Regions from separate parts of the Mus musculus genome. Here all the other regions are linked to region 1. A link is a contact called in public Hi-C, HiChIP or PLAC-seq and promoter capture Hi-C data. All regions are on one chromosome and are shown on one strand. Each heading gives the region's core, a stretch centred on a gene start, on an enhancer-like site or on the middle of the called end of the contact. The rest is flanking DNA. Distances are from core to core; before and after follow the strand shown. Region 1 holds the start of Slc25a36 (solute carrier family 25, member 36). Region 2 holds the start of Faim (Fas apoptotic inhibitory molecule). Region 3 holds the start of Mrps22 (mitochondrial ribosomal protein S22). Region 4 holds the start of Copb2 (coatomer protein complex, subunit beta 2 (beta prime)). Region 5 holds the start of Atr (ataxia telangiectasia and Rad3 related). Region 6 holds the start of Nmnat3 (nicotinamide nucleotide adenylyltransferase 3). Region 7 holds the start of Xrn1 (5'-3' exoribonuclease 1).

What was found. Promoter capture Hi-C pulls out the DNA fragments that hold promoters and counts their contacts. Hi-C and Micro-C count contacts between places; a contact is called where the count stands out from the background. HiChIP or PLAC-seq counts read pairs in DNA pulled down with a chosen protein or histone mark. Capture Hi-C pulls out chosen DNA fragments and counts their contacts.
Region 2: a promoter capture Hi-C map of erythroid cells shows a contact between it and region 1, with 4 times the contacts expected there. The contact joins the promoter of Faim here to the promoter of Slc25a36 in region 1. A contact is called at or near these places in 4 of 39 promoter capture datasets (embryonic stem cells, erythroid cells, hippocampal neurons and 1 more), 2 of 484 Hi-C or Micro-C datasets (CD4 T cells and adipose-derived mesenchymal stem cells) and 1 of 115 datasets of contacts at active chromatin or transcription factors (astrocytes).
Region 3: a contact with region 1 is called in a promoter capture Hi-C map of erythroid cells, with 38 times the contacts expected there. The contact joins the promoter of Mrps22 here to the promoter of Slc25a36 in region 1. A contact is called at or near these places in 7 of 39 promoter capture datasets (the 3T3-L1 cell line, the C10 cell line, cranial neural crest and 4 more), 1 of 484 Hi-C or Micro-C datasets (B cells) and 4 of 115 datasets of contacts at active chromatin or transcription factors (astrocytes, embryonic stem cells and extraembryonic endoderm stem cells).
Region 4: a contact with region 1 is called in a promoter capture Hi-C map of erythroid cells, with 32 times the contacts expected there. The contact joins the promoter of Copb2 here to the promoter of Slc25a36 in region 1. A contact is called at or near these places in 10 of 39 promoter capture datasets (the 3T3-L1 cell line, the C10 cell line, cranial neural crest and 4 more), 2 of 484 Hi-C or Micro-C datasets (adipose-derived mesenchymal stem cells and regulatory T cells) and 9 of 115 datasets of contacts at active chromatin or transcription factors (astrocytes, embryonic stem cells, extraembryonic endoderm stem cells and 4 more).
Region 5: a contact with region 1 is called in a promoter capture Hi-C map of liver, with 4 times the contacts expected there. The contact joins the promoter of Atr here to the promoter of Slc25a36 in region 1. A contact is called at or near these places in 2 of 9 other capture datasets (adipose tissue and liver).
Region 6: a contact with region 1 is called in a Hi-C map of B cells, with 8 read pairs. The contact joins the promoter of Nmnat3 here to the promoter of Slc25a36 in region 1. A contact is called at or near these places in 2 of 39 promoter capture datasets (hippocampal neurons and pre-B cells), 3 of 484 Hi-C or Micro-C datasets (B cells, CD4 T cells and the G1E-ER4 cell line), 2 of 115 datasets of contacts at active chromatin or transcription factors (astrocytes and embryonic stem cells) and 1 of 9 other capture datasets (adipose tissue).
Region 7: an H3K27ac HiChIP or PLAC-seq map of regulatory T cell precursor shows a contact between it and region 1, with 12 times the contacts expected there. The contact joins the promoter of Xrn1 here to the promoter of Slc25a36 in region 1. A contact is called at or near these places in 2 of 39 promoter capture datasets (embryonic stem cells and pre-B cells), 1 of 484 Hi-C or Micro-C datasets (B cells), 4 of 115 datasets of contacts at active chromatin or transcription factors (bone marrow-derived macrophages, regulatory T cells, regulatory T cell precursor and 1 more) and 1 of 9 other capture datasets (adipose tissue).

The regions. Positions count from the first base shown.
Region 1 is chr9:97,109,198-97,113,553 of GRCm38.p6, forward strand. Slc25a36 (solute carrier family 25, member 36) reads right to left here and starts at 1,844. Exons shown (of 7, transcript NM_138756.4): 1 at 1,714-1,844. The coding sequence starts at 1,754.
Region 2 is chr9:98,983,834-98,988,189 of GRCm38.p6, forward strand. It overlaps Faim (Fas apoptotic inhibitory molecule), which reads left to right and starts at 2,540. Exons shown (of 5, transcript NM_011810.3): 1 at 2,540-2,679.
Region 3 is chr9:98,599,125-98,603,480 of GRCm38.p6, forward strand. It overlaps Mrps22 (mitochondrial ribosomal protein S22), which reads right to left and starts at 2,555. Exons shown (of 8, transcript NM_025485.3): 1 at 2,349-2,555. The coding sequence starts at 2,520.
Region 4 is chr9:98,561,257-98,565,612 of GRCm38.p6, forward strand. It overlaps Copb2 (coatomer protein complex, subunit beta 2 (beta prime)), which reads left to right and starts at 2,475. Exons shown (of 22, transcript NM_015827.2): 1 at 2,475-2,567. The coding sequence starts at 2,565. 4930579K19Rik (RIKEN cDNA 4930579K19 gene) reads right to left here and starts at 2,355. Exons shown (of 1, transcript NR_029444.1): 1 at 1,204-2,355.
Region 5 is chr9:95,855,154-95,859,509 of GRCm38.p6, forward strand. Atr (ataxia telangiectasia and Rad3 related) reads left to right here and starts at 2,444. Exons shown (of 47, transcript NM_019864.1): 1 at 2,444-2,630. The coding sequence starts at 2,572. 1700065D16Rik (RIKEN cDNA 1700065D16 gene) reads right to left here and starts at 2,729. Exons shown (of 2, transcript NM_001271569.1): 1 at 2,354-2,729; 2 at 265-407. The coding sequence starts at 2,603. The coding sequence ends at 295.
Region 6 is chr9:98,294,361-98,298,716 of GRCm38.p6, forward strand. It overlaps Nmnat3 (nicotinamide nucleotide adenylyltransferase 3), which reads left to right and starts at 2,210. Exons shown (of 5, transcript NM_144533.3): 1 at 2,210-2,620. Gm46126 (a long non-coding RNA gene) reads right to left here. Exons shown (of 2, transcript XR_001779264.2): 1 at 3,726-4,356; 2 at 2,837-3,019.
Region 7 is chr9:95,952,270-95,956,625 of GRCm38.p6, forward strand. Xrn1 (5'-3' exoribonuclease 1) reads left to right here and starts at 2,491. Exons shown (of 42, transcript NM_001311130.1): 1 at 2,491-2,674. The coding sequence starts at 2,600. Gm16794 (a long non-coding RNA gene) reads right to left here. Exons shown (of 3, transcript XR_871036.3): 1 at 2,359-4,356. It also overlaps a transcript of Atr not described here.

The DNA.
Region 1 (4,356 bases), core at 594-3,093:
CTGGAAAAATCCACATTCAGACTAACATTTATATCCTACACATGCATGTGCTTTAACAAAACTTACACACACACATATGCCTGGACAAAGAATAACAAAGGAGCCACGCAAGGGCTCTAGAAGAGACCATTGTCAACTCTGCTCTACAGGAGAAGTGATTAAAGACTTCTATTTCTTAACTCAAAACAAATTAAAATACCAACCTGAACTACATCTATGGTCTTCTAACTTTCAGAAGATCTAACTACAAGTAGAAATCCAACTACAAGATGCTATCCTTACTTTCTCCTACTCCGCCCCCCCCCCCAACACACACACTCGGAGAAAGAGGGGGGAGGAGAGAGGGAAAGAGAGATTAATAAAATGTTCTAAGGGACCAGGCAGTGGTGGCACACACCTTTAATCCCAGCACTTTGGAGGCAGAGACAGGCGGATTTCTGAGTTCGAGGCCAGCCTGGTCTACAGAGTCAGTTCCTGGACAGCCAGGGCTACACAGAGAAACCCTGTCTCGAAAAACAAAAACAAAACAACAGAAAAAAAAATGTTCTAAGGGCCCGAGGATGGAGCCCAGTGGCAGAGAACTTGACTAGCAGGTGCCAAGTACAGGTACTGCAGAAATTAAATTAGCCCTTTACTGGCAGGAAGCATTTTAGAAACACAAAAGGCAAACTGCTCCTCATAAAATTAGTAGTTGCTTTAATGGCAGAATAGTGGACCGTTCAAAATTGGTGAATCATAAATGTTGAATGAAATGTGTGACAACAATGTAAAGTACTGTCATATTGGCAACAGAATCTCCACACATTAACTCAAAGCAAACAACCATGCAAAGAATGCATACATATATGTATGTATCCCTTAAAGTGGCTGATCCAAGAATCAAACCACCAAACTTTAAAATACTACTTTATTCTGTTATATAGGTTAAAAAGTTAATTCACCATAGCGATTTTTTGTGACAACTTTATAGTCTTGCAGGTAAAAGTCTTAACGTTGCTCTATTATTTCTCTAAATAACTGGGAAGGAACATATCGAATGGAGGAACAAACTTGGCTCAGCAAAATGGCTGTAGCTGGGGGATCAGCAAACCAGACTTCGGGCTCCACACTAATCCTGTACACATATATAATGATTTCATTTAGTAGTCGCCTTCTCTCAAACCATCCATACCCCTTCTCCAAAGCAGGCAGTGCTGAAGGGTCGGGGGGGGGGGGGAGGGGGTTGCCTTCCCATCTCAAGAAAAGAAAAGAAAAGAAAAGAAAAGAAAAGAAAAGAAAAGAAAAGAAAAGAAAGAGAGATTGATTGATTTCAAAGTCACTGCCACTTTTGCACCATCTCCCGCAAACCGGGGCAGGCAAGGGAGAGAAAATTTTCCGAAGCTGGAAATAACCTCTGCGCACCGCGGGCGAGCACTGCAACGCCTTCCCCGCCGGCTACGACGCCGGCCAGCAGCAAAGGCGCAGCGGCGGCCGGAAACAAGGTCGCCCGCGAACGTGGGCAACGTGAGGCCCAGTCGTGCGGGACGGGGAGGCCGAGCCTGCTCCCATTTTGTCGCCATGGCCGAGCCTCCTCCGCGAGGTCCGGGTCCGTGTGCCTCCGCTGTCGCGCAGTACCGGACGAGCTAGGCCGCGACTCACGCCCTGCCCCCGCCCAGGCTCGGCGTGGCCTTCGCAGGCCCGTGGCCTCCAGCCCGCGCGCCCCAGCGACCTTACCCCCCGGCAAACAGATGCACCAGCGTGTCCCTCTGGCTCATTCTCTCTTCTGCATGTCCTCCGGGAGTAGAGGCGGGACGCGGACCCAGCAGGCCGCCACGGCCAGCGGCGAGGGCCAAGAAGGGGGACGCAAGGGAGTGGGCGGAGCCGCCGCTGCGGAAGGCCACCCGCGAACCCACCCCACGGGGTTCCTGCTCCAGCGAGCTCCGTCGGACTGCGCAGTGAGAGTCGTGAGGAGTCGGAGGTCCCTACATAAACAGAAGCTCCTATTGGCTTAGGCCGCGTGACGTCACGAGGTTCGCACGCCTCTTTCACGTGATCGCCCAGGGGGCTCTTCAATGAAGGGCCGTGGGGCAGGACGGGAATGCTTGCTGGTGCGTAGTGGGTCGGCTCGCACTCTCATCCGATGCGCTGATCAGCAGGTCGCTCAGCCCTCGCCACTTAACCTGCGCTGGCCGGCTCTTGACGATCTAGGATAAAACCCTAGCGGCCCAGGGCCACAGCAAGTTTTTGGGTTTAGAACTGAGCCTTTCTGTTTCCCCGTGTTTGCCTTGGAAATCACTTGTGCGAATATACTCGCTTGCACTCTCACAAACAGCACGGCATTAAACATGATCATTAAACATAAGCGTTAAATTGGGATCTGTTGTGGAGTGGCGAGATAAATCGGGTTTTTTTGGTTTTTTTTTTTTGTTTGTTTTTTGTTTTTTGGTCAGGAAAGAGATGCAAAATCTCACTTTGAGACCAACCCTGGCTGCTCTCTGGGGCTTGCCCTCCAACTCAGAGACCTGTGCAAGCCTTAGACTCCCAAGTGAAGGGATTAAAGGCGGTCCACACTCTGTGGAACATTCCTGAGATGGAATGCTGACGGAGAATTCCTGACAGGTCTAAGGTAGAGTCACATGAGGGAAAAGTGTTCAATAAAAGGCAAGTAGATTAAAATGTGAAGGTTTACTACAGGAATAAACCAGCTACTTATTTTACTAATCAACACATTTCTTACATGTATATGTTGGACTAGGGAAAGTTTTCTTTCTCTAGAAAATGGCCATTATTTCAATTTTTTGTTAACTGCTTATTTGCAAGGTACAGATGAATCGTCAAAATAAAATAAATAGATATCAATATGCTAATCACACAGAAGGAACAGAAATATATCTCATTATTTCTTTCTCTTCATCCCCCTCCCCCATAAAACTGCCCTTCCATTTGCAGGGGCCCCATCACCCTTTCCAGCCCACATGAAATTTTCCAGAGCCACTTACGGGCACAACTTGACAAAATTCTAACTGCTTTAGCTCTCTCCGTGTTGTCCGGCAACTAAATTCCTACAAAACGTACAGACTGCAAATGTCCATGCCACTGTAAAGGACTGAGTGTGTAAATTACTTAAAGCATTTCAGCAGTGCAGAGTGTTCCTTATCTGATTATTATTGTTGGGGGAGGGGCACTGCAACCAAAGTCCTTGGCCCAGGGCTTACCCAACTCACCCCCAGTACAGCCTGACTTCTGAGCTTTACTGTTGAAATGAGAACAGTCTATTAGAGCGGGAAAGGATGACAAAGGGGCAAAACTGGAAGAGCGGACACAAAGAGTGACGACAACCCTAGCCAAATGACAAAGATTTCCGCAAGACATCCAACGGGTATTTTCTTTATATGGCAGTTGTGTTGAGACACAACTCCCAGGACACATGTCTCTTTAAAATGTGTGGTTTAGCCGGGCAGTGGTAGCGCACAACTTTAATCCCAGCACTTGAGAGGCAGTGGCAGGTGGATTTCTGAGTTCGAGGCCAACCTGGTCTACAGAGGTAGACAGAAGGACAGCCAGGGCTACACAGAGAAACCCTGTCCCGAAAAAGTATATATATATATATATATATATATATATATATATATATATATATATATATATATATATATATATATATATATATATATATATGTGTGTGTGTGTGTGTGTGTGTGTGTGTGGTTTGGTGGGTTTTAGTATATTTTCCTGGTTGTGTAGCCCTCACCGACCTATTTCCCGACCGCTTCCTCACCCACAATGCAGCCACGTGTTTGTTAGGAGTCGCTCCCATTCGCCCCTCCTCTTCCCTAGAAACCACTGATCTAGTTTCTATCCCTCTGGTTTTGTCTATGCCGCACATTACTTATAAATAAATACATATTTTTAAAAATGGTGTGTGGCCTTTGGTGTGAGGAATTTTTCACTAAAAGTGTCTTCGAAATCCACTCGAGTGTTGCTGCAGGATGGATGCTTCGTTCCCTTTCACGGCAGAACCTCGTTGCTTGACTGAATACTTGACTGATCGGTATTCAGAGAACGAGCCCTTGTTTCCACTCTGAGGCTGTCCCCAACGCTGCGGCTGTGAACAAGTTCTATGGGCATGTTCTTGTACCATCACAGTTATTCCTGGGTCGGTGACAAGACAGTGTTGCTGGTCCCCTTTCTGTCTCTCTTGGAGGCCACTGTGGGTGCAGACCCAGCACATTGTGCTAATTCGGGCGCCGTCCTCTGGGGCACCGCTGCTGAAGTCTATAAGGACTCAGGCTTGAGCAAACCGCCAAGCCTGCTGGGTTCACAGCACTGTCATCGCCTTCTTTATCTCTCCGGATAGAACACTGCTTCACTGAATTC
Region 2 (4,356 bases), core at 1,290-3,789, 1.9 Mb after region 1:
AGGGCACCATAGACTTACTAGTGGCTGAATAAACAAGCAAGAATGAGAGCATATTCTTACAGTTCCAGGGGCTGACAGGCTGACATGGATATGCTGGCCAGCCCTGCTCACTCTGAAGCTTCTAAGGAGGCATCTTCTCCATTTCTGTCTATCTCTGAGGACAACTAACAGTCCTTGGTAGTCTTCGATTTGCAGCTGCAATGCTCCAAACCCTGCCTCTGCCCTCAGTTTCCCTCTGGGACTGTATGTTACAGGTTAAACTATGCCCCCTCCAAATTTGTATGTTGAAGTGCTAATTTGAGGAACCTCAGAATGTGACTTTGTGGCTAGTGTTTTTACAAAGTAAGTTAAAGTGAGGAACGTAATTGCTCTAAGCAGTCTTTAGTTCTATCCAGCTTACATGTCATCTTTTTAAGGAAATGGCCCACATAGGTGTGCAACGCACACCACACACACACACATACACACACACGAGAGAGAGACAGAGACAGAGACAGAGAGAGAGAGAGAGAGACAGAGAGAGAGAGAGAGACAGAGAGAGAGAGAGAGGCAGAGCCAGGATGATGCCTTCATTAACCAAGGACTGACAAAGATGGAAAACCAGCAGAAAGGCTTTCCCTCTCAAACAGAGCAACGAACTCTGCCAACACCTGATTTGGAGCTTGTAGAGTCCAAGACTATGAGGAATACATTTCTCTCATTAAAGCCAGTCAGTTTGTATACAGTCACCATCCCTTTGGTGTCTGTGGAGAATCAGTTCCAGAAATTCCCAGTAGATACTGAAATCTAAGGATGAGGGCCGAAGGTTTAACAAACATCCGCCTAGCATGTGTGATATCCGGTGCTTAATTCCCAGCACTTAAAAAAAAAAATCCAAGAATGCTAACATTCCACATATAATGTCCCTGCATTTGCACAAAACCTATATGCCCAGCCCCATATACTTAATCATTGCTAGATTATTTGTAATACGGTTGCTATATAAATAGTCATATCATATTTATGGACTAGGAAGATGGGAATAATAAGTCTGCATGTATTCAGTACAATTAAATTATAGATGTTTGTATTTGTGCATAGTGAGTCTTTGATGGTGTGTTTTAGTGTTTGAGTTTTACATTGAGGGCTTCGGGTATGCTAGGCAACTCTTAGACCTCACAAAAGATTTTTGAGTTGCAGTTGGTTGAGTCCATGGTAAGAGTAAGCTTTTTCCCTCAGTGCTAGAAATCAGAAAAGGTCTTTTTAAATTGACCATTTATATTCCCTGTCCTTCTAATATCCTACTTGAACATTTCACCAATAATTGAAAAACACCATTTGGCATTTTAAAAATCTATTCATAGAAACTCTTTTATGTAAGGGGTACAATGTGTCTGCCATCTGTTTTGTCCAGTTCTCTCCCATTTGTCTATTCTTTTCTTTAAAAAAAATTTATTGCCATGACAGTCAGAAATTTCAGAATATTAAGTAGACCAGTGTTCTTTAATGTTGCAGATACCGTGCCTGAAACTTCTGCTTCATTAAATTTTACTACTTTAGTTTTTTGAAACAAGGCTTAGTTATAAAGCTTAGGGTAGCCTGGAACTTGCAATCCTCCTGTTTCAACCTCCTGAGGGCTGGGTAGATAGGCATGGTGATCCAAGCACTGGGGAGACTGAGGCAGGAGGGTCTGGAATCCAAGTGTGAGGCTCTTATGAATTACGTAGTGAGATTCTCTTAAATATCAACTAAACAGGCACAAACACTCCCAAATTAAATCTTTATCAGACTTAAAAAAAATCTCTCATTGGTTCGTTCCCTTTATATAAATGAAACTGTAGATTCTATCCGACATTACTTACTTACCTGTTTGTCTGAGACTTTACAATAGCATTAGGGACAATTCAGTGGTTGTGTGTTTGTACATATGTATTATATACACTAAAAATAATTTACATAACCCACGACCTCACCCAGGATAACTAAACGCCCTATTATATTATTGAACTCTATACTCTTTCCCTAAGGTTTGTCTGTCAGTAAGTGAAATTCAAACATCTCACTAAAGGAAGAAGTATATATAAAATAGGGAGACAAGGCGAGCAAAAACCTCTGGGCTAGGTGTAAGGCTCGGCAGCCAAACGACCCCTGTGGTCGTACAGAGGGTTTCAAAGGCTGGACTCTTCCACCTAAAATGACCGTTCTTATAGCAGAGAATGGAAGGCCGGCAGGGCAGTGGGAACAAAGGGTCTCAGCGGACGAGTTGCCTCTCCCGGAGGTGCGGGTTATCCGGAAGGCTACAAAAGCTGCTGTCAGACCTGCACAACAAACAAGAAAGTGACACCCACAGGGCCTAGGGGCAGCAGCGGCGCAGCAGGGCGCACCGCAGAGCGCTCAACTGTGCACAAGGGCGCAGAGCGGCGCACAGCAGGAGCAGGATTGGCCCCAAAGCGGAGGGTAGGCGGGGCCTATGGAGGCGGACACCGGGAATTGGTTTTCGCGCGGAGCGTGGGCGGAGCCTCTGAAAAGGGCTCTCGCACTCGCGCAGGCGCAGTAGGGCAGTGGGCGGGGTCTCGTTGAGCCCGGAAGGCAGTAGGAGGCTGGGCGCCCGGCATGCGGGTGCTGGAGCCCGGTGGGCGCGGCCGCGAGAGCTGCTGACTACGTCGTGGGATCGGGAGCCGGTGGCGGCGCGCGGAGCAGGTGAGCGCGGGAGACGGTGCTGGCAGCTTCGGCGGGCGCTTCCAGCTCGGCCTGGCCGAGCGGGCTCCGAGATGCGTGGTGCCCAGGCCTCGGTCGGCAGACAGCAAGCCGCAGTGTGGGCTCAGGGCAAGAGGCCCCGGAAAGAAGGGGTGTGGGGCGGCCACCCGAAGCTGCGGACCCTCCGGTGCCTCGGCGCAGTATTCGTGGCGCGGTCCGGAGTTCTCGGGCTTCGGACGTGTCCGAGTCTCGGTGCCGCTCCTGACTGCGTCCCAGGCGGCCCTTGGCCCAAATACCCCGGAGAGGTACCTACAAGTACCTACCTACACGTACCTCCAGGGGTTGTAGGAGGCCGAGCTAACCTCGCTCGGTGGTCGGGAGCTCTTGAGAGCAGCTCACTGCAGCATCCTTGCTGGCTGTGGCTACTTCCTTCGTGGAGGTTGGCTTTAGGGACAGATTTATTCCTGAATCGCTCTAGTGTTGCAATAAGCTCAACTCGAGTTGCTTAATGAAGGAGCCTGTTATCTTACAGCGGGCAGAGTGGGATTCTATAGTCTCTTCCTAGAATTCTGTTGTTTTTCTCATGCAAAGGCTGACTTGGAGACCTGTCTCAGGTATAGAATGAATTGGTTCAATGAAACCCAGCGAAATTACGCTGTACTCAAGGTGGAAGATGGTGGGACAGGTAACTTGAGTTGTTTTGCTGTTTAACCATCTAACGTTGCATTCAATCTGTCACCTGTAACAGCGAGTAAACACAAGTCTGAAAATTTGAAAATTGCCTTGTACTGCAACCAATGCTCATGTAAATGTCATTGTGGGCGGTGTTAGTGTCTGGTGACGTCATCATAATTAGATTAGATAAGCACCGTTTCTGAAATACCGAATGGATTTTGGAAATACAGTATATAGTAAAATCATCGTTAGTGATCTGGGGGTTGTTATTCCATATAAGGTTTTCTGCTAAAAGCAGACCTGTGCAGGTCATGGTGAGGCTTAGGACAGAGTGGTGGGGTCAGAACACAGGTGTGAAACAAGTGGTAATATGAAGGTATAATAACAAGGTATAATATGAATTATATTGATCACAACCAAAGTAAATTAAGAAAAAACCCTGTTGGGCCAAGAGAGCAACTCCAATGAGCTTTGAAAGTACTGAACTTGAAGTGTGTAAGATCACAAGCCACAAGACTGTTGGAACTTCCGGTCAAACACACAAACAAAAAAACAAACTTGTAGTGGAATCCCAAAGCAGGACCCTTGCAGAGGTGTTTTGAACATGTTCTTAAATGTTATATGAGATTTATTGATGCGAATTACACTTCCAGATGGGATCTTGTGGAAAAAAATATTCCTTACACTCTGTGCCTGTGGCCTTGCTGGAAAGTTGAACAGATTAGGAATAGCAATGGGGTGTCACTTAAAGAGGCCTCTGTTACTTTGCTATCCCCATAATGAGGGAGAGAGTCTAGCAGAGGTGAGCTCAATGATTTTGTTACAACTTTTCATTGTGGAAATTGTGGGACTGGGTTGTAGCAAGGTTTAATCCTTGTGTAGAAAGCACTTTTAAAAGTTTCTCCTTGAAAGTGGCACAGGATTCCGTGCTTCACCGCCTTTCAGAAGCCATGAATACTGTTAAAAGGTTTATAGTTTTTTGTTTGTTTGTTCGTCTTTTTAAAG
Region 3 (4,356 bases), core at 1,305-3,804, 1.5 Mb after region 1:
AGAAAGCAAGATGCAAGATTCTGATCGGCCAGGAAGATGGAGGAATTGGTGCCATGAGGAAGGGGTCCAGAGAGATCACAGAAACACACATGAAGCCCAAAGAGCCAGGTCAACAATAATATGCAAGTAACAAGGAATGGGAGGTCGCCAGATTCGCATAGAAGGCATAGGTAGATCATTTAACTGCTTGGCTACTGAGGTGCAATTTTAAATACACTTTGGTTTCTTTGTGTGGTTACTGGGGACTAGCATTAAGGTAAAGAAATACAATCACTGGATTAATTTATTGCTAATATTTATATTAAAGATAACTCATTAACACTTTCCATTGGAAAGGTAAAAGGCCATGTGTTCCTGGGTTCCTCTTAGCCATCGGTCCCAAAGATACTAGAGCCTTGCAAGATCCTGGCCAAGCTCCTTCTCTCCTTATTCATAGTCCCACTGGGTACTTTTCTAGCTTTCTATGGCTTTAATTACATCCACCTGCCAGACTCTAAAATCCCAATCTCTACCCAAGGTCATCTCCACCCACTTCCCAATGGACATCTCACCTGTAAGCCAAGACTACCAGACCATAACATCCCTGCAACCTTTGCTTGTCTCATCCCTGCGGCCCTTACTACTCTCTATCACAGCGCAGTCTATCAGTCATTCAGTCCAGAGTCTTAAAATGATTCCTGACTCCTTCCATACCCAACACACTGAGCCAAAAAAAAAAAAAAAAAAAAAAAAAGCAGGTAAAATGATAGGACTGACCATTATTAACACATAGGAGATTTACTGTGCAGTGCTTGCTGAGCTAAATACACACCATGCTCAGAATATTCAGCTCTCACAGCAACCCTATAAAGCAGTTAGCCCACTTTTACAAAAAACGAATACTAGGTAATCGTCTCTTTTTAGATCTAGCTCCCACTGCCATTACTTTAGTCAAAGCCATGCTTGCTCCTTACCTTGGCTTCTCTGACTCTTTCCTGAACTCACTACAAACCATTCCCACAAAGATTCCTTGAGAGTGATCTGCTAAAAAACGCAAGCAAGATGATTTAAAGCTTTCACATTTAAAACTCGCATGGTTTGACTGTGTCCGCCACTGAGAGATTTAGTCTCTGTCCCAGTTAGGGTTTCTATTACTGCAATGAGTCACCATGGCCATGAGCAAGCTGGGGAGGAAAGGGTTTGGCTTACACTTCCACAGTGTAGTCGTCTATCGTTGAAGGAAGTCGGGACACAAACACAAGTTGCCCAGAGGCAGAAGCTGATGCAGAGGCCATGGAGGGGTGCTGCTTACTGGTTTGCTCCCCCTGCTTTCTTATAGAATCCAGGACCACCACCAGCCCAGGCATTGCACTACCCACAATGGACTGGGCCCTCCCACCTCAAACACTAAGTAAGAAAATGTCCTACAGCTGGATCTTATGGAGGCATTTCTTTCCATTCAGATAACTCTGGCTTGTGTCAAGTTGACACAAAACTAACGAGAACGTTTCTTTGAAGACCAAACTCCTGTGTTTATTCTCATGGTCACCCACAAGCTCCAGTAACTATATACATGCTCAGCACTACACTGTCTTGAGACAAGCTCACGCACCTGCTCGACTCTAGTGATCGTTTTTTTACTCCAGTGCGCCTCAATTTGTATCTAACTGTATACTGACCCTGGAATAACAAAGACATCTCAACTTCAACACAAAACAAGCAAAATTCCGCCTCCTTTCCCGTTTTTTAATTTTCATTTTACCGAGTCATCAATCCAAACTCAAAAATCAACCACATAAACTGTTTCTACCATTAATGTTCTCTAGCTTGCCACGAGTCTCCATTCAACTGCTTACCATCAAAACCTGGACACTTACTTAGACATTATCAATCCTAACTCCAAAATACGTTCCCCCAAAATACCAGCGTTCAGTTTCTTCTCTATACCTCTGCTTATTATGGTGTCCTCTTGTTCTTTTAACCTTAGCATGGTTAGCCTGGTGGCAGCGTTGCCCGTATTTTCCCTGGGATTCATCCCTATGCGTCCAACATAGTTTGAAAGGCAGCTAAGTGCTTTCCGCCCCCCCCTCCCCCCATGCCCGACGTAGCCTGGATCACAGAACTCTGCCAATCGCCACTGGGATAACAGAGTCCAGGTCAACCCTACAGCATGCCCCAAGCTAATGTAGTGTAATGCTTTGCAAGGGGCGGCACGCAAGCACTAGTGACTGAATGAATGAATGAATGAGGACTTAGATAAGTTCTGCAAGGACGGACGGAAGCCGCACGCAGTCTGACAAGCCGCCTTCACTCGTTAGAGCAAGCTCTAAGTTTCCCGGGCGCTCAGCAGAGTTCTGGCGGTCACTCACCTGCCTCGGAGCTGAGCAGGCGGCGAGGCTGCCCCACCTCGAATGGCTGGGGCCGCGTCGCGAGCAGAGCATCGGGGTGGCGCTGGGCTGTGGCCCGAGTACAGACCCGCCGTGCTCGCCGAGAGCCCAATTGGAACCTCCACAGCGACAACGGTGTTCTGACTGCAGCCATGATTACCAGACGCTCTTTGCGCCGGAATCGATAGAGCAACTTCCGGCTCGAGAGGTTTTTGTGCAGCATTCTGGGAAATGTAGTCTGGGTGGAGGCAAGGCGCCGCGGAAGCGTTTTAAAACTACTAAAATCTTTGTGCAAGCAAGGCAAGCACTGTATGGAATGAGCTATATGCCCCGCCCCGCTTCCCTCTTAGAGACAGTCTCTGCAGTCTTGACCTCAAACCCGCTGCAATCCGCTTTCTGACCTCTGATTACAGATGTGGGAATGAACTTTTTAAAGAATTTTTTTAAAGTAATTTTGTTTGTGTGTGCATGCGCATGAACTTGTATGTGGAGGTCAGAGGATAGCCTGGGAGAGTCGCCGCTCTCTTTCGACCCAGAGATGGAACTCAGGTGAAACTTGGTAGCAGGTATCTTTACAACCTGAGCAGGAATCTCACCAGCCCATTTACTTTTGTTTGTTTGTTTATAGTATTAGCTTTATCATTTGTATACAAGACATATACCACATACACACACATGCATACACACATAATACATACATGTTAAGAGTACATACATTAAGAAACAAAATAGTCGGGCGTGGTGGCGCACACCTTTAATCCCAGCACTTGGGAGGCAGAGGCAGGCGGATTTCTGAGTTTGAGGCCAGCCTGGTCTACAGAGTGAGTTCCAGGACAGCCAGGGCTACACAGAGAAACCCTGTCTCGAAAAAAAAAAAAACAAAAAAAAAACCAAAAGAAACAAAATAAGGGCTTGGAATTTAGCTCAGCACTAGAGTACTTGCCCTAGGTTCGGGTCCTAACAACACATGGGCACGTGCAACATCCCACCAACTGCTTATTCACAAGTACGTGTTTGAGTCTCTCGATGTGTGTACAGGTTTTTTGTTTTGTTTTTGTATTTTTTTCCTCTGTGCTCCTTTTCTCTTTTCTTTTTGGTTTTATGGTTCTGAATAATGAATGTGTATTGCCCTCCTAGACCTCTTCCCCCACTTGCGGGTTTAAATCCAACTGTTTGCAGTTCTTTCAAACTTTTCAAACGCACCCCAAATGTTTGTTCTTCATTCTGAATCCATAACCACCAATCACCTTATACCTTCCCTTCATCGGCCCTTCTATAATTTCTGGTCATTCTCCTTATTATCTGCTTATTTTTCTCACCACATGAAGGCTATGCCTATACATTATTATAATTTTACCTAGTACTGTTTATGTGCAGAACAAATACTTGTTGAATGAAAGAATGGATGGGTGGATGGATGGATGGAAGGATGGATGGATTGGTAAATGGATGGATGCATAGATGGATGGATGGATGGATGGATGGATGGATGGATGGATGGATCAATGGATGGATGGATGGATGGATGGATGGATGGATGGATGGATGGATAGGTGGGTGGATGCATAGATGGATGGATGGATGGATGGATGGATGGATGGATGGATGGATTGGTGGATGGATGGATGGATGGATTGGTGGATGGATGGATGGATGGATGGATGGATGGATGGATGGATGGATTGGTGGATGTATGCATGGATGGATGGATGGATGGATGGATGGATGGATAGATAGGTGGATGGATGGATGGATGGATGGATGGATGGGTGGGTGGGTGGATGAATGGATGGACGGATGGATGAGTGGGCACATGATTTCATTATATTCTTTTCTAGGTGACTAGGGAGTGCAATTCTTTTCCTTCCATAGATTAGTCAGCTTAAGTAAGCACTTTGCCCTAGGCCTGGCAGAAGAAAGTTGTTGAACAAATATGTGTTTGAATTTGCTGGATAGAGAGAGACTTAACTCCTAACCTCACCTATTTTCT
Region 4 (4,356 bases), core at 1,225-3,724, 1.5 Mb after region 1:
CTGTAGCCCTTCCAGGGGAGCAGCTAGCTGCTTCTTCATGCTATTTCTCTGCTAAGCTGATATATATGTATTCAACAACAACAAAAACAAACAAAACATCGTTTCCTTGAAGAATTTTCATTGTCGCAGCCTCTTAGAAGGAAGTGGAAATATGATGTGGACTAGTTAACTTTTTGTTAACTTGTCACAAGTTCAAGTCATCTGGGAATCTCAGTGGAGACAATCCCTCTATCAGACTGGCCTGGAGGCAAGTCTGGGTGTCTTTTCTTAATGATTGACATGTGTGGGCCCAGCCCACTGTTGGCTGTGCCACCCTGGGAACCCAGCAAACCATGGAGAACAAGCCAGAAAGCAGCACTTCTCTGTGGACTCTGCTCCTACTCTTCCCTCCCAGGTTCAAGCCTGGTCCTGTCTGCAGCTCCTGCCTTAGCTTTCCTCAGTTACCGACTGCATCTTCTAGGGTAAAAGAAAGCCTTTCCTCCCAGGCTGGTTTTGCTCAGTGTTTTATCACAGCCACTGAAGTCAAACTAGAACAGATGGGGGTGGGGCTGGGGTGTACACACGGTACTGCTAAATCGATGCTGGAAGGGATGCCCACTTGGGATGAAGCAGCCGTCCTAGAGATTGACCAGCTAAGACTTTAAGCTTGTTATCAATAGCAATCAACCCCTTGGGAAACCCTCTACCAATTTGCTAAGCTTGACCATAGTTCTTTTCTTCCCCAGAGCTATTTTCCCAACCTTCCACATGCCTCTAAGCCAGAGTAAACAAGAGATTTTGTTTTAAGCCCACAATTGAACACTTAAGAGTTATGTGTGTGTGTGTTTATGTATTTGATTATTTTCTTGAAATTTCTTACAATTAAAACCCAAGTCCAGAGTTTTAGAGGTATTCTCTTAAGATAGTACCTAGCATAACTTTTCATATAGCCGAAATTCAGTACATAAGTTTTAAAAGATTAAAAGAGAGAGAGAGAGTCTTGCAGAAACTGGTATTGAACTCGCAGATCTTCAAGGTTTGTGGTTACATGGGTACGCTATGGCCTGGCTAAGAGCTGATCATAGTCACTATTGCAGAACTTGATGTTGCTGACCTGCAGCAGCAAAAGATGGAGACACAAAATGAGCACGGCAGGTGGGGGCTTAACTCTCCAGCAGGTAAACTACAGGTGTTATATAGATTTAAGTATTATCAACAGGTTCTGTGGAATGGAGATGTTATTTTATTTTATATTTATTGATACTGTGTCAAATTAAAAATGCAAAGAGAATTAAGGAATCAAAAATAATAGAAGCCCAGCTATTCTCCACACTAGATATAGTTCACATTTTAAAAAGTTTCAACTAATTCTTGCAATTGGTTGCGCTACAGTATGCGATTATGTGATTATTCATGTCAATTATGTAAAAATCTCATTACTGAGAGAAAATTTGTTTTTACTGACAGAATAGTAAAAATGGATCTTTGAAAACTATCTGACTTTTTGTATATGAAAAACTGAGGCCTATAAATCTCCCAAGAGCCAGGCACTACCTAATGAAAACTCACCCTTACTTCTCTCAGGCTATACAATTCCTTTCTGGAAACCTAGGCTTTTCTCCAACTAGAGGTTTATAAGGAGCTAAGGGCAACTTCCATTTGTTTCATAGCATTATCTTTTTAAAAGGTGTGTGAAATCGATACACAATGTATTTGCACTTTTCCTGGCAATCATTTTTTTGAAATTCAACTAATTTATTAAAGAGCTATTTTGGCATAGCAGATAGAGCACTGGGCTTCCAGGGCGTATTCTCCCCTGAGCCCAGATCTTAACAACACTACTTACTATGCCATCTTGGCCAGTAAACCTGAGTTCTTTGAGTCTTACATTTCCAATCAATAAAACGGAGACGACTCCTACGTGATGTGGCAGTACCACCAACTGAAGGTACATAGCCAAACAAACGACCCGGTGGATGCTCTTTGAAGGGTAATCACCCGACTGCCTCCGGGAGCCTCCAGAACCAAGATCTCAGGGCTCCTCGGAGCCTCAAAGGCGGGAGCCGCGCCCACATCTTTTCCGCCTCGGTCGGTTTCACCCAAGACCCAGACACCGCTCTGGGCCCCGTTCCGGAGCCCGCTGGAGTACACAGTTTTAGAGCTTTCTTTTCTCTGCCAGAGGCTCACGCTGTTCGGATAGCGCTTCCGGGCCCCTCCACTGCTGCCGACGTTCAGCAGGAATCCAGCACTGCGCTCCATCTTCTTGCCTTTCTGAAACTGACCGAAGGTGAGCAGCCCAGACCGCCGCTAGTCACCGCCCAACTCTGGCCACAGCAATACACTCCATCAGCCAGCTCAGCAGCGGGAGACGCGGAAGTCCGCGTTACCTAGGAAACTGGGGCGGGACCATGCACGGACCGCCTTACGGAGGGTGTGCGCAGGCGCAGAGCCTGGCTCCGAGTACCGCGAGAGTCGCTTCCCGGAAGTTCCACGTCAGTGGGTTGGCCGGTCCACGGGTCGGTGGGTTCCTGAGTGTGTCGCCTTGAGCCTGTGACGGGCAGGGGCTCGCTCGGACAGTCGGAGCCATGGTAAGTCGGGCCTCAGGGGACAGAGAGTGGAGCCCACCGGCTGCGGCGGGTTCCCGGGGCTTCTTGGCTAGGAGCAGTAGCTAGAAGCGGTCTGCGCTGCTACTGCTGCGGCCTGACGGGGTCCTCCTGTCCCGTTGGCGTCCTGGGAGGAAGAAGGCCAGACCGGGAGGCTGCCGTGGTGACACAGTAGTGTAACTGGGTACCCGCGAAGGAGCGGCGCCCCCGACTCTCAGGGCGGTCAGGGCGCCTGTCAGTGCCCTTGCAGTCTGCACCGGGTCCGGTAGTGCAAGTAAATGCTAGAGTCAGGACTCGGATGCCAAAGGCAACTTTGACCAAGTCACTTTATTCTGTCATTGAGGGTGGTGCTTGCTAACCCACCTTCCAGGTTGCGTGAGGTGTTTGGTAGTGTGCAGGCACCACATTGCAAACTTAAGCAGAGGAAAACCAGAACTAAACAAAGTTAAATGTATATGGAGCCAGAGGTGAAATTTCAAATGCTATGGCAGCCCAGCTCGTCGTTTTCTAGTTGATGTTGATTGGGCCTTCTGTGCACACAGAGGATGACCTTTTTGGGGAAGGCCCTGAGATCTGCCTAACTTAGTTTTGAGACATATTTTTAATAGTCAATTAAAAATTGACTTTCCTTCTTCAATGTTTGTGAGTTCCATACCCACACATTGAACCAGCTTTCGGTGGAAGACATTTGAGGAAAACTGTTGTGTGAACATGTGCTGTCATAGTATACAACGACTCTTTACAACTTTGACCCCTGTATCGGTGTTCTAACTAATCTAGAGATGACCAGGAGTGATGGGTAAATTATAAGCACTTAAATAACTGAACGTGAGCGTTTTGATTTGGTGGAGGATACTGGAACCATGTGCAGAGATACTAAAAGATGGCTGTATTTTAAGTCTCGAGTAAAAAGTACAAAACATGACTTTATTTATTTGCTCACTCACCATAGGAGCATTTCACTGTCCTGCATTTTGCTAAACATTTACCAGCTGATTGTCACCGCAGCCTGTGGATAATTATGAGTAATGTTTATGGTGGTTACTATAAGCCGTGCTCTGCTCTAACTGAACTCTGATTTTAATTCTCAGAATGCTAAGAGAGATATTATTATTATCCCTGTTATACAAGTCAAACCTTGGGTGTTAATTAAACTTACTACCATGTGTCTGACATGAGCGCTGCAGCTGAGGCTTCTAGCAAGACTGTGGACCTCATCTATACTACCTGTTCCTCCCGTATTCCCAAATACATATGGTGTGGAGAGAAGGAGCTGGATAAGCACTGAGCCTGCCCTTCAGAAATAAACCACTCCACAAGCAAGAAGAGCTGTGTACGTGGATGGGGAAGAATCCTCTGGCTAGGCTAATCAGAAAGGGCATAATGGTGGCAGTGGCATTTAAACTAAGTCTGGAGTTGAGGATGCAGTGTGAGTAGTTTAATCGTCTAAGACCTGGTATGATATCTTTAAAACACTCATGACTGGGATGGTAAGTATGACTCCAGGAGCGCTTGCCTGCAGTAATGCACATTTTAAAATGGGTGTCTTTACTTTGGGGTATGTGCAGCTATATACTAGGTAGTTCAGAGATCCCTAGCCATTTTGAAAAATCAATTTGAAAACCTTGTTAGGATTATCCTAACAATCCTATTTTACACACACATACACACACCACACACTTACACATACTTACTTGGATGTGGGGGCTTATGTTATGTTGAAGATCCCACTATGGCTCCTGGCATAACATACTTCCTGCTTGTTGTTGACTCA
Region 5 (4,356 bases), core at 1,194-3,693, 1.3 Mb before region 1:
AGATGAGGCTATTGTTTTTTATGAGTGCTGTGAGGACAGAGGCATGCAGGCTTGTGAGACTCCTGACCACAGCTAGCTGCGCCTGTCAGTTCCTTACAGCAGCTTTGAAAGGAGAGAAAGATTTCAGGGGTGTGATCCCAGTCTGTGGGGCTGCTTCCAAGATCATCTGGAAGGTCTGTCTAGGTGTCTGTCTAGCATAAAGGAAGGCATGAGTCTTAGTTGCTGTTCTGTTGCTGGAAAAAGAGACACTATGACCAAGGCAACTTAGAGATTAACAGTTTATTGGGGGTTTGCTTACAGTTTCAGAGGGTTGGAATCCATGACTATTATGGCAGAGACCAAAGCGACAGGCAGGCAGGCATGGCGCTGGTGAATTAGCTGAGTGCTTACATCTTGATCCACAAGCACTGGACAGAGGGAAGAGAGACGAGTGAATGGGGAGACAGGGAGAACGGGGAGGGAAGAGAAGGAAGAGGAAGAGGGAGAGAGAAAGAAGTAATTGGAAATGGCATTGGCTTTTGAAATCTAAAAGTCCACCTGCCCCCATTCCTAGTGACACTCCTCCTCCAGCAATCCTTCCTAAACAGTTCCACCAACTGGGGATGCCAAGTGTTCAAATATATGAGCCTCTGGGGGTCATTCTCCTTCAAACCACCACACCATGAGTCTGAGCTCTAGCTCTAGCTCTATGTAAACTAAATATAGAGGCACCTGCCTGTAATCCCAGTACCCAGAAGGTGGGATGAAGATCAGCAGTTCAAGGTCATCCTCAGCTACATAGTGAGCTCAAGGCCAGCCTGGGCTATGGGGGACCCAATCTCAATAAGCAACAACAACAGCAGCAACAGGAGAAAAAGAGAAACTGTTGGTGATTCTGGGGAGAATTAGGGCAGGGAGGGGGAGGGACACAAGGGCAGAGTATAATAAATACTGGGTTAGGACTGAATGGGAGATGAAAATAGAATCAGCCTTACGAAAAATTCTTCTGCAGAGTTTGGCAGAGAGAGAGAGTCCTCAGAGGGAGGACCGACACTGGCCTTGGCATCTGCCTCTCATTTATTGGTGTATCACTAAGGCTGTCCAGATAAATGGCTGCCAGCTTCCTTTCATTCTGATTTGCACCCCCCTCCAAACTCAAGGGTAGCTTTGACTAGCTCTTGCTATTGTTTCAGACTGTGCCTCACCATGTAACCTAAGGCGGCTTAAGCTGGTTACCATGCTGCCTCCGCCTCTAAAGTGCTAGAATTATAGCCATGTAGTGCTGTGGCCAGCTTATTGTCACTCTGTGGAGAGCTATCAGTACCTCCCTACCACTTACCGACACTGGGTGATGGTGCTGTCCCTCAGTTGTGTTGGATCATATTCACAGATAGCCTAGGACATATGTGGACTGCCCATGGTGGCCCACCAACGGCACTGGGAGGAGAGGGGGTGGTATTGGAATGTAAAGTGAAAAACAAATAATTGTTTCAAAAATTGCTTTTTGGATTAGATTTGCCAGAGCTCTGCTGTTTGGGGTCCTGCACTTCAGAACTGCAGTGCTACTCAGTGATGAATTACATACTGGGTTGTTGTTGTTGTTGGTGGTGGTGGTAGTGGCTTTTGGTTTTGTTTTGTTTTTTGAGACAGGGTTCCCCTGTATCCCAGACTGCCCTTGAGCTCATTATAGAGCTAAGGATGGCTTTGAACTCTTGATCCTTCTGCCTCTATACCCAAAGTAAGGGGATTGTAGGCATGTGCAACTATGCCTTCTTTTTTAAAATCGTTTAACTGTAGTTTGTTTAGTACTCTAGGTCCTCTGTGCCCGAGCCTCACGAGCTAGGTTAGTGCTCTTCCACTGGACTGTGCCCTCAGCTCTGTCATTATTGTCATCTTTCTCAACATGATTTCAAAATAGCTAGCTTTTCTTGCTTTTTAGCAGATACACTATTTTTCATAGTTGCCTGTCCTATGTTAGGTTTCTATTGCTGTGATGGAACACAATGATGGAAAGTGACCTGGGAAGGAAAAGGTTTGCTTCAGCTTAAAGTTCCTCGTCACAGGGCATCACTGAAGGAAACGGGGCAAAGGGATGGGTGTTCAAAGTACAGCTTTGCAGTCAGAGCGCATCTGGCTGCCATTCCACCACTTTTTAATTTTATTTTTGGAGGTTGTATCAATAATTACCCTTGTGTCCTAAACAGCAAATGTAAGGATTACTGCATGGCCTTACCTAGTTAAATATGCCATTCGAACATAGTGAAATATCTAACTTTGTTGGGTCGTCAGGTCCCTCTCCGACCCAGATCCTAGCTTACGGCTTCCCTGAGCATCCAGGTTTGAGCAAAAAATACCCGTGGAGTAGGTCACGCACTCGCCTGGGAGGGAAAGTGGGCGGGCACGTCCGCTGTCGGCTCCGCCCCTGTCGCCTCTGGGATTTCCCCAGGGTTCCAACCGCAACCGAGAGCGGCTTCCGGGAGGAGAATTTTGGACCTCGCGGGGCTCCGTCGACGCTCCGCCCTCTCCACCGGAGGCGGCTGTGGAGAAGCCCGGCGCCGGCGGCGGCTGTTTTGAGAGCCGCTCGGTGTCACCATGGGCGACCACGGGCTGGAGCTGGCGTCCATGATCCCCGCCCTGCGGGAGTTGGCCAGGTAGGGCCGCGCGTCGTCGCCAGCTTCGAGTCGCCGGGTCTCCTCGGCCCGCGCCGCGGCCTGTGGCCGCCGTTCCCTCCCTCACAGTGGCAGTTGGCCGGAGCGCCGTGGCGACCCACGTGCCGGGGTGACCGTGGCAGCCGCGGCTCGGCTCGCGGGGAGCCAGTCCACGCGAGCTGCTTCCCGCTTGGCCTCGAGAAGGGTCTCTTCTGGCCATCTTACCACACTCGTTTGCTTCCCGAAAACTTCCCCCGGGTCCTGGTCCTTTGGTCGTTGTTGACGGAATCCATTGGCTGAGGTTTTGTTTGGGAATCACGGCCCCGCTTCTGAGGGAAGCGCGGCGGTTTCTCCTCCGAGAGAGGCCGAGCGTCGGCCAGCCCGCTACTCTAGTCGGAAGTCCCCGGGACTGGCCACGGGTCCACGGAGTCCAACGTGCACAGCGTCCCCCAAACTAAAACACGCGTTGGTGTTCATCTGCAGTTGCCTCTTTGAGGCTCGCCGCCTTCAATCCCAGAATTTGGGTGGCAGAGGTGCCCCTAGGCCAGCCAGGACTAAATAGTGAGACCTTGCCTCTGGAAAGACAAAGACAAGAGAAAAAAGGGGGTGGGGGGAAGCAAACCCCTTGTTTCTGTCAACCTCGAGAGTCAAAGGAGAACCGGGTTCCAATCAGAAATTAGCGCTTGCCACGCCCCTTCTGCGCTCTAGGTTTTCCTCTGTCAGGACACCGCAGCCATTGAGTTCTCAAGTCGGTTCTCTCAGGCTGGAAAGTTTGCACGTAGAGTTAGTGCTGACCTTAAGTCTGTGAGCTATCAGTTTCCTTTTAGTTTTGCACCGCAGCGATGTTCATTTCCTCCTGTTGGCCATACCAAAAACCGAAAACCTAAATTAGAGGATAAATGAAAAGACCACTTTTGTACTGTCTGAAGGGTTTTTTTGTTTGTATGTTTGTTTTTTTACTTTGCATGAATGTGGCAAATAGACTTTGTGGGAGCAAAAAAAAAAATCATTAAAAATTTGAATTTAGTAATTTCTGTCTAAAAGTATATGAGATAAAGTGATTTTGGAAAACTGATAATACAAATTTTGTCATCACTGAAATTCTGGAAGGCAGGGACCAACACCTGAGGTTGTTCCCTGTCCTTAACTCATGTACCGTGGCACAAGAACCTATATTCATATGTACATACATACATATATATCTCACATGCGCATACAGACTTTTTAAAATGATTAAAATTTTAAGTTTAACAGCTATTAATATATTAAAAACTTACATAATTCAACAATAAAAAAGTTTGATGAAAAAAATGAATAAGGAAATTGAGATTTTTCTCCAGAGAGAATATAAAATAGCTAATAAGTAAAGGAAAACACAGATGTTTGATATGATTAAAAGTAAGGGAGACAAATCCAAACCACACAAGGAAGTTGGTGAGATGACTTGGGAGGCCAAGACAAGAGGCTCACTGAGTTTGAGGACAGCTTGAGCTATCAAGGTATTAAAAGGGGCTCTATAGTGAGAACTTAACCCTCCTCAAAAACAAAACAAGGAGATTCCATTTCAGACCATTACAATAACTATTGATATGTAAAAGAAATGGTAAGGATATGGGGAAATTGGACCCTGTGGTACATTGTTAGTATAGAAGTAAAATAGTGTAACTTAACGGTTGTGAAGTGGAATGAAGGTGCTACTAAAGGAGGAGGGTAAATAGAGTAGTTACCT
Region 6 (4,356 bases), core at 960-3,459, 1.2 Mb after region 1:
AGCAGAGAGAGAACGGTTATCCAAATGCTGATCTCATGTTGGTAATGGTAATTTCATGCCTAGAAATCATTTCAGAACTGTTCAAAAAACACAGGCTAATTTGTCAGCTCATTTTTATTCCCTGGGGACTCGCCTCCTGCAGATTTCCCTTGGGCGGGATAATCCCAAGCCATGTTCATGCTTGGCATACTGCTTTGTAGACTATTCCTTCAAGATTATGCTGATTCTCATCACGTGTTACAGGGGAGTGCTGGCTTAACAATGCCTCCTCACTGTGCACTTGCCCTGCCCTCTAAACTATTCTACTTACCTGCAATCTTATACCTTATAAACTTCCACTCAACTGCACGTACCATAGTCTACTTAGGAGAGACTCAAGCACATATTCTCCATCAAATCCTTTCTGTGATGGTATCTCTAGATGTCTTCCTTTAGTGAACAGGGTCATAGAGAAATTAAATGTACCCAGAGGCTCCCATTCTACTTATGATGGAGTAGCCAGCTGTGACGGGGATCCTGTTATTCCCCTTCAGAATAAAAGCAGCTAGGCTTCGGTCCAGCCTGGGTTTCTCAGGCCTGCCTCTCCCCGCTATGTTAGCTAAAGCCTGGCTGTTATATAAGGTTTGTGCTGCCTTCCCAAAGCACACAGTGCTTCTCACCCAGTCTTCTCTTCAGCCAGGCCTCAGTCTTCCATGATGCAGGGTGGAAATCTTCCTCTGAAGGAGAAGTCATTGTTCAGGCTCTCTCTGGCTGGCTGTGTCTAGTCTCTGCCTCCACAGCCCCGGGTCCTGACTCAGAAAGACTTGGCCTTTGGTTAATTTATGAAAGTAAACCAACCTGTAGGAGTGTGTACACTACATATGCTCACAGATGCCTCCAAATTTTGTGACACACCACCTACGCTGCTGGCATCAGTAAGAAACTATCCAAAGGACACTGTACACTTAGCTACTATCGTGCTGCTTGAACCTCCTCCAAAGCCATCGAGGTAGAGGGTTGTTTCTACTGATTACAGGGAAGGAAACTGAAACCTGAGTAGGTAAAGCTGCTTGCTTGGGGTCACTTTATGGAGGTGCATTGTACCCTAAGTTTCCCAGAAGAAACGCAAAGGGCACAGGGTCTACTGCCTGAGTGGGGAGGTATCTTTTCCCTGGTTTCTTAGTGGGGCTACCTGTGTGCCCACATACTGATTAATGGCAAAGGTGTGGCCCTTCCTAAGAGCCTGGGAATATCATGGGAGACTGGGGATAGAAACTGGGTCCAGAGCTAGCTCTCCACCCAGGAGTTGATTTATCACTGTGGCTAGGAGGAGGGGGGAGCTTAAATGTTTAGCATTCACAAGCCTTGACATCACCCTTGATTTTTCCCCCCACCCTGCAACTCACTCCATTAGGATTGACAGGCCACGGTGAAGCTTCTTGTGAGGGCTGGGCAGTTATAGAGGGTTATGGGAGGCTGAGAAACTACTCTGCATTAGCGAGGCAAATTAAGGTTCTAAATTACACAAAGACCTCCGGGAGTAGGTCCTGAATCTCCAAGGATTCGGTTGCAATTTCTTAGTATGAATGAATATACTTGCCAGAAAGTCCTAATTGTATTTTCTTTCTAAAATAGCCCCCATTTTCCCCTCCCCCAAACTGTGCCAGCTTCAGAACCCCATCCCCCCACAACCTTTATCCTCACCAAGGCAGAGCTGGAGAATAGAGGTGTAAATGTGTCAGAAGAGGGAAGCAGGGGCCCAGGAAGAGTAAATCCTCATCTAACATGGCAGAAAGTCAATAGATAAATCAAGAAATCGCTATGTAAGCTCTTTTTCTTTCTTTCTTTCTTTTTTTTTTTTTTTTTTTTTTTTTTTGCGACAAAAAGTGACCATCCAAGGAAGGGACTGATGAAAAAGGGCTCTAGGTAGAGCAGAACAGGAGGGGCTTGTTTCTTTCATTGTAAGTAGCTATTTTATACTTTAAGAACTGTTCATACATTGCTTGATATGGTTTTAATTCAGGCTTTTAAAAACCAGAGTGAAAGTTAGATGAAAGAAACAAACAGAATACAAAACTAAAAAAAAAAGTAAAAAATGAAAACACAGAGCAGAAAGGCCACAGATGACAATCTACTGAGGACCTGAAGAGCGGGGGCGGGGCACGGGGCGTGGTCTTAGGTCGCTGAGGGGGCGGGGCAAAGCTCCGCTCTGTCTCCCGGGAGTTCCGCCCACAGCAGGAAGCTGGGAGCGCAAGGTCAAGTTCACTCGCGGCTCCGCCCCCAGCCTGGGTCAAGACTAGTTAGTCTTAGGGCGATCTGCGGGGTGACCCATCCTGGTCGAGCAGCAGATCCGCGGTCCCTGTTGACTCTGAGCGGAGCCCCGCGACGCGCAGGTAAGCACAGCCAGCGACCTTGGCTGCCTGCTTCGCCCGCGTGGGTGTCCACGAAGCCTTGAGTCCCCGCGTACCTACCAGGCCCACGTGACTCTCGGGGGCGGCGACTCGGGCGCGCGCGCGCACGACAGAGTCAGATGGCTGTGGAGCGCAGAACCACGCTAGCCCCACGGTCACTTTTCTGACCGATTGGCTCGAGCTGACACGGGTTCGGATCCCCCCTGCAGCACGTTTACAGTCAGTTAAAAGTAAGTGTGTGACAATTACAGCGTATTGTTCAGTGTTCTCTTTCTATTGGCCTAAGTGGGGTTCCAGCGATTGTCACGTGTAGCGTGCTGCCCCGCAGAGCACAGACTAGCGAGGAGACCTCCAGCAAAGGCAAACCACACACATTAAAGTATGACAGTTCAAATTAGTAGGAGCTGTGGAGATAATTTTTAAGATAAGTAAATAAAAGCGCAGGGTGCTGGAGAAGTTTTATTACGTTTCCCGTCAGCAAAACCTGCTGGAGCTAAAGCTACCCCGTGAATGACGGAATTCCAGACATAAAGTAAGGCTTGGGAAGGAGGTTCCCTTGGGATCGTCCTGCAGAGAGCTGGTGCCTGCGAGTTCCTGTCCTAGTTAGTCGACGTCAACAAGTGAGTCATCTGGAAAGAGAGAACTTGGAGTTTTTAAATGCCACCATTAGACTAACCTGACCAAAAGGGTGTGGGGGCATTTTCTTGATTACTGATGTATGTAGGAGGGCTCAGCCCACAGTGGGGGATTCCACCACACCCTTTCCCACGTCCCCCACCCCAGTGGTGGTCCTTAGTTGTAATAGGCTGAGCAAGCCTTGGAGAACAAGCCAGGAAGCAGTGGTCCTCCATGGCCTCAGCTTCAGCCCCTGCCTGGATTTCTATCATTAATGGGACTGTGACGTTGGGAGAGCAAGGCAAATAAAGGCTTCCTACCCGAGTTGCTTTTGATCAGGGCATTTGCCTCGGCAGTTTCTTAAGCCACTGTTCTAAGATGGGACTGCTTGTACTACCAGGAAATGGGTTTGTGGGAAGCAGCTGCCAGAGCTGTTCAGACAGCAGCGGGCACAGCAGGGGTGAAGGTATCTCTGCTCCTCAAGACTGAACTTGAGGTGTCTGTCTCAGAGTAAGCTTCCCCCCCCCCCCCCCCCGCCTTAGTACATTCCCCTCTGACAGATGAGTAAACTCTCACAATACAGCCTGTTCTCTAAGTTGAGGACTGGTTTAACCATTTTTTGGAAACACTTGGCTCATGCCTTTCCCTTGACACTAAGGGTTAGGAGAAGCCAGATACAAGACCTGCTCTCCTGGAGCCTGTGCAAGGTTGGCCACTTACCATGCGGACTCTGAGCCTTGTGAGGGAAGCTGCCTTGTTTCCATTTAGCATTTAGGCCAGTGGTTCTCAGCCTTCCTGCTCCTGCAGTCCTTTAATACAGTTCCTCACGTTGTGACCTCGTCATAAAAATTATTTCATTGCCACTTCTGAACTGTAATTCTGCTACTGTTATGAATTATAGTTTAAATATTTGATAGGCAGGATATCTATGTGAGCCCCCAAATGGGGTTGCGACCCACAGGTTGAGAACTGCTGGTCTAGGTACACATTTCCCAGCAAGCACCACCTGATCCCGCCAGCCCCAAGAGGCAGCTCTTCCACTGGCAGCTCTCTCCCCTGAGGCACCGTCTCTGCTGGCCCCTTGCTGAGGACCCCTCAGAACTTGAGACCAGCACAGATTTGAGAGAGTGGCTTCAGGAAACACCTGTCAGCTGCTTGGCATTTACATGTGTGTGTATTTATAATATCTTCTTTATATTTTTAAGGTTATAATATAATTACATCATCCCCCCTTTTCTCCCTTCAAAACCCTCCTGTATATCCCTCCTTGCTCTCTCAAATTCATGCCTCTTTCTTTCTTTATTATTAATACATATATGTGTATTATGTATGTATATATTGTATGGTATAC
Region 7 (4,356 bases), core at 1,241-3,740, 1.2 Mb before region 1:
ATATTTACAATTGTCTATGATTTTTTAAAATCTAAAGTTTTTAATGTGTTTAGATGTTTTCTGCATATTTTCTAATAGATTAAAAAGAAAAGAATTGTAAAGTAATACATTTATTATAGTCAGATGGGAAACTGCTGAATTTTTTCTCCATAAGACTCTGTCTTATTTTTTCCTATAAGTAAAAGTATAATGAGGTAAACTGTAGTAAGTCAGAAGACATAAATGTGAAAACTGAACATACAATTTCCTACTCAGATTTGATGTAAAGCAGTTAAGGACAGGATAATTAGAAAATCTTTTTTTACATACTCTGTGTGTTAGGGGGCGTGCATGTGTGTGCTTTTTATCCATTTCAATTTTTTGGCATCTTATTCATATAAACATGTTTAATTAATTAGCATTGATGTATTTTGGTTGTACTTGGTACTAGATTACATAGGATCATTTCAAACAAATACATCATATACTTTTAACAAATTCCTTCCACAATTCCTTTGTTCCCCTGCCTCAGTCTCTTTTGTTTCTTTCAACACTTTAGTGTTGTCTCTGCTATCATCTCACATATACATATATGATTTTAAGTAGCTATATAAAATCTAGGAACCATATATGAAAGAAAATGTTATCTTTCTGAGACTAAGTTAATTTACTTAATATGATCACTTGCAGCTATTTTCCTACAAAAGATATATAACTTCTTCATTGATGAAAAATGTATACATATATATTACATTTTATATATCCATTCCATATATATATATATATATATATATATATACACACACACACATAATTATATATATATGGAAGGTTCTCTTGACTAAAGATGAATGTTGTCCAAGCGCTAATCATGGAAGACAAGCAGTGCCAAAGGAAAGAATCCAATAACTTCTGAAGTATTTATTGTAAGGAAAGTCACATGATAATAAAAAACAAAACAGAAATGTTTATAGTGGCTTTTGTCCTGTTTGGTTGAGACAGTTCTCATGTAGGGCAAATGCGTCTGGAACTTAAGTAAGTGAGGATGCCCTTGAACTCCTGATCTTCCAGCCTCCATCCTTCAAGTGCTGAGATTCAAACTTTCATGCCACACAGGTTTGAGTTTTGGGGTTGAAATGGGCTTTCTTATCAACTAGGATCTCCCTGAACTTACAATGTACCTGAGGATGGCCTTTAACTTCTGATCTTCCTATGCCTCCTAAGTAACCACAACCGGCTTTTTGAATTTTGTTGGTTTCTTTGTTTTGAAACAGGGTATCAAAAATTGTGGATGAGGGGAGTAACCCAGAGTCTTGAAATGGTGGGAAATTACTCTTTCCCACAATACAACTCACAGACTTTAACAAGAAGGAAGGCCCAAGTGTGGATACCTGAAATCCACCTCGAAGAGGAATAATAATCATGGGAGGCAGAGGGAGGAAATTGGGTCGGAGAGGTGAGAGGAAGGGGAAAAGAAGGGGCGGGATCAGGTATGGAAAGGAGGGATGCCCAGAGGGCCAGGAGAATTAATCAACATGCAGCAGTGGAGGTTAGGGCCCATGGGGAACCTCTAGAAAGTCCCAGAGATCTGGGATGTGAGAGGCTACTAGGACTCAATGGGGATGACCTAAGCGGAAATGTGAGGTGGAAGCAGATGGGGGAGCACCCTCTCAGAGTTGGGAGGAGGGCTTAAAGAACTCCGGGAGGGGGAGTCAGGATGGGGGGGGGGGTTGGAATGTAAATAAAGTAATTTAATAAAAGATATAAAGAGGAAAACTATAAAACTCTTTAAAATATTAGAAAATTAAAACTCTTCTGTAGGTTTACATTACTCAGAGAATTACTCCTCTCACAAGCTAACCAGACTTTTTCAAGTCCACATTGAAAAATAGTAAATTTAACGATCCCACGAGGGACAAGCCCACAGTACAAAAAGCAAGTGTCCAATACCTTTCTTACTAGGGTTTCTATTACTGTTATAAGCACCATGACCAAAAGCAACTTAGGAAGGAAAGAGTTTACTTGGCTTACACTTCCACATCACAGCCCATCATCAAAGGAACTTGAGGCAGGAACTGAAGAAGCTCTGAAGGAATGTTGCTTTCTGGCTAGTTCACTCAGCCTTTTTCACATACCGAAAGACCACCGGCCCAGGGGTGGCAGCAGCACACATTCAGATGGGCCCTCCCGCATTGATCAGTAATCAAAATATTCCCACAGGCCAATTTGGAAGCAGCGTTTTTCTCAGTTGAGGTTTCTCTTTCTAACGACTCTGCCATGTTTCAAGTTAACATAAAGCTAACCAACTGTCTCTTAAACGTTCTTATACCATCCGCAAGTCCACACCTCAATCAACTGGCATTTTAAACCTGAGCTCACCTAATGCGCAAATCACACCTCTTGCGCTGTCACCAACGAGTATGGAAGAGCGAGGCAGCGGGATAGACAGGACCCACCGCCCACCAGCGCCGTCCTGCCCCTCTAGGCCCACGGTTTGCTCTATGGTCTGGCGGACCTTGTGTTGTCATCCTCCGAGCGACGGCCGGAGGCGGCGGCGGAGGCCCGGGCGGGGTGTTTGGTTTCGTTTCTGCACCGACTGGAATTAGTGTCGACGGTCAAAATGGGAGTCCCCAAGTTTTACCGATGGATCTCGGAGCGGTACCCCTGCCTCAGCGAAGTGGTGAAGGAGCATCAGGTGGGTGAGCTCAGGCCGCGGCGCAGAAAGCGGGCCCGCGGGCCTCTCTGCGCTGTGGGACCCCGGCCTTCCAGCTGCCCGCGGTGCAGGTCAGCGGCCGAACGGGGGGAAGAGAAGGGGAACGGAGGCTTGGCGGCCCCCGGGTAGCCGCACCAGGTAGAGGCAGGTCAGAACAGAGTGGCTTGCGGCAGGTCTGAGCTCCCCCTGGGAAGGCACTCCAGGACTTGCAAAGGAGCCCTTGGTGGGAAGGCTTTTAAGGAGCCCTCTCTGTCCTCCTGGGAACCGGACCTGGAGCTTCGCTTTAGGCTGCGAAGCTGTGTGGGACGACTTCTCGGGTCCCTCATCCCAAGCAAAGCAACAGACGGTATACAAGCACTAACGTCCCCGTGGTGGAATCGCGGAGCACTCCAGCTGTGAAGAGCTGCATTTAACCTCAATGCCTGGACCGGTTGCTGTAGCTAGCTAGTGTCTTGGGTTTGTGATACTTTTTCATGCTCCCGTTAGCCCCCAGACAGGACCGACCCCCCTATTGTCTAAACGAACAAAACGTTTAGATGGAGCGCAGGGATGGGGCGGGGAGGTGGGGGGAATGGTGCTTAAAGGCTTTAGTATGGCAGAAAGATCTCGAAACATTATTACTAACACTTAGTGTATAATGACCCTACAGCAGCGGGTTTTTTTTTTTTTTGAGTTCTAAAAGTGTGTATTTGTATATTTATATATACTATATACTAGAATATATCTGCATGTTTGAATGACGGAGGAGAGAAACCAAATGTTCTAATAGGTAAACTAGACTTTGAATGATAATGTAGTATGTCACATTTAATGACTTTGGTTTACAGAAAAAAAAAACTCGTTTTTGAAATTTGTATACTTAATAAATTATTTGTGATAAGTAGCACTGTATTAATACTGGAAGTTGTCAATTATGTGGGGTTTTTTTTTTGTTTGTTTGTTTTAAGGTACTTATAAGGTTAAAGATAGAATCCAGCCTCTGGAAAGGATTCTTTTGATATTAACTTCTAATGAAAGTTGGCATATAAAAGAAACCTTATAAAAAGTTCGAAAATGCTGACTTGTCTTCCCCTTATTTTAGTTAAGATTAGATGGTATGAATTTGGTTGACTTAAATTTAGATGGTATTTATTTTCAGGGAGAAAAGTGAAAATGGAGGCATTGTTTTTCTTTTTCAGGATCTTTAATCAATAAATATTTTCTAGCCTAATGTGTTCAATAACATTTTTATTCTATGCTCTTTGATCACAGACATTTATTTGGTAAAAATATCTTGGGTTCACCATCCTGGGGAATTTCATTGTAAAAACAAAACAGTCTTTTAAAGCAACATCATGACATGGGAAGCAAGATAGATTTTGTGAAAGTTTTACAGTAGATTGAAAGTAAGGATTGCTTTAAAATTACACTGAAAATAAACTTTAAAACTTGTTGGTGTGTCAGCGGGGCATGGTGTCCTACACCTTCAATCCCAGCACTGAGCAGGCAGAGGTAGGTAGATAAACTGACAGCCATGGAACACAGACCTGACAAAACAAGAAACTCGATGTATCAAAGTTAGGCCTTTCACAAATATTTTATTTAACAGAAGACCAAAAAAGGAAGACTAGGAGGGAAGGACCCAAGCACCCACATAAAAGCCGGGAGCAGCATAGAGCACCTGT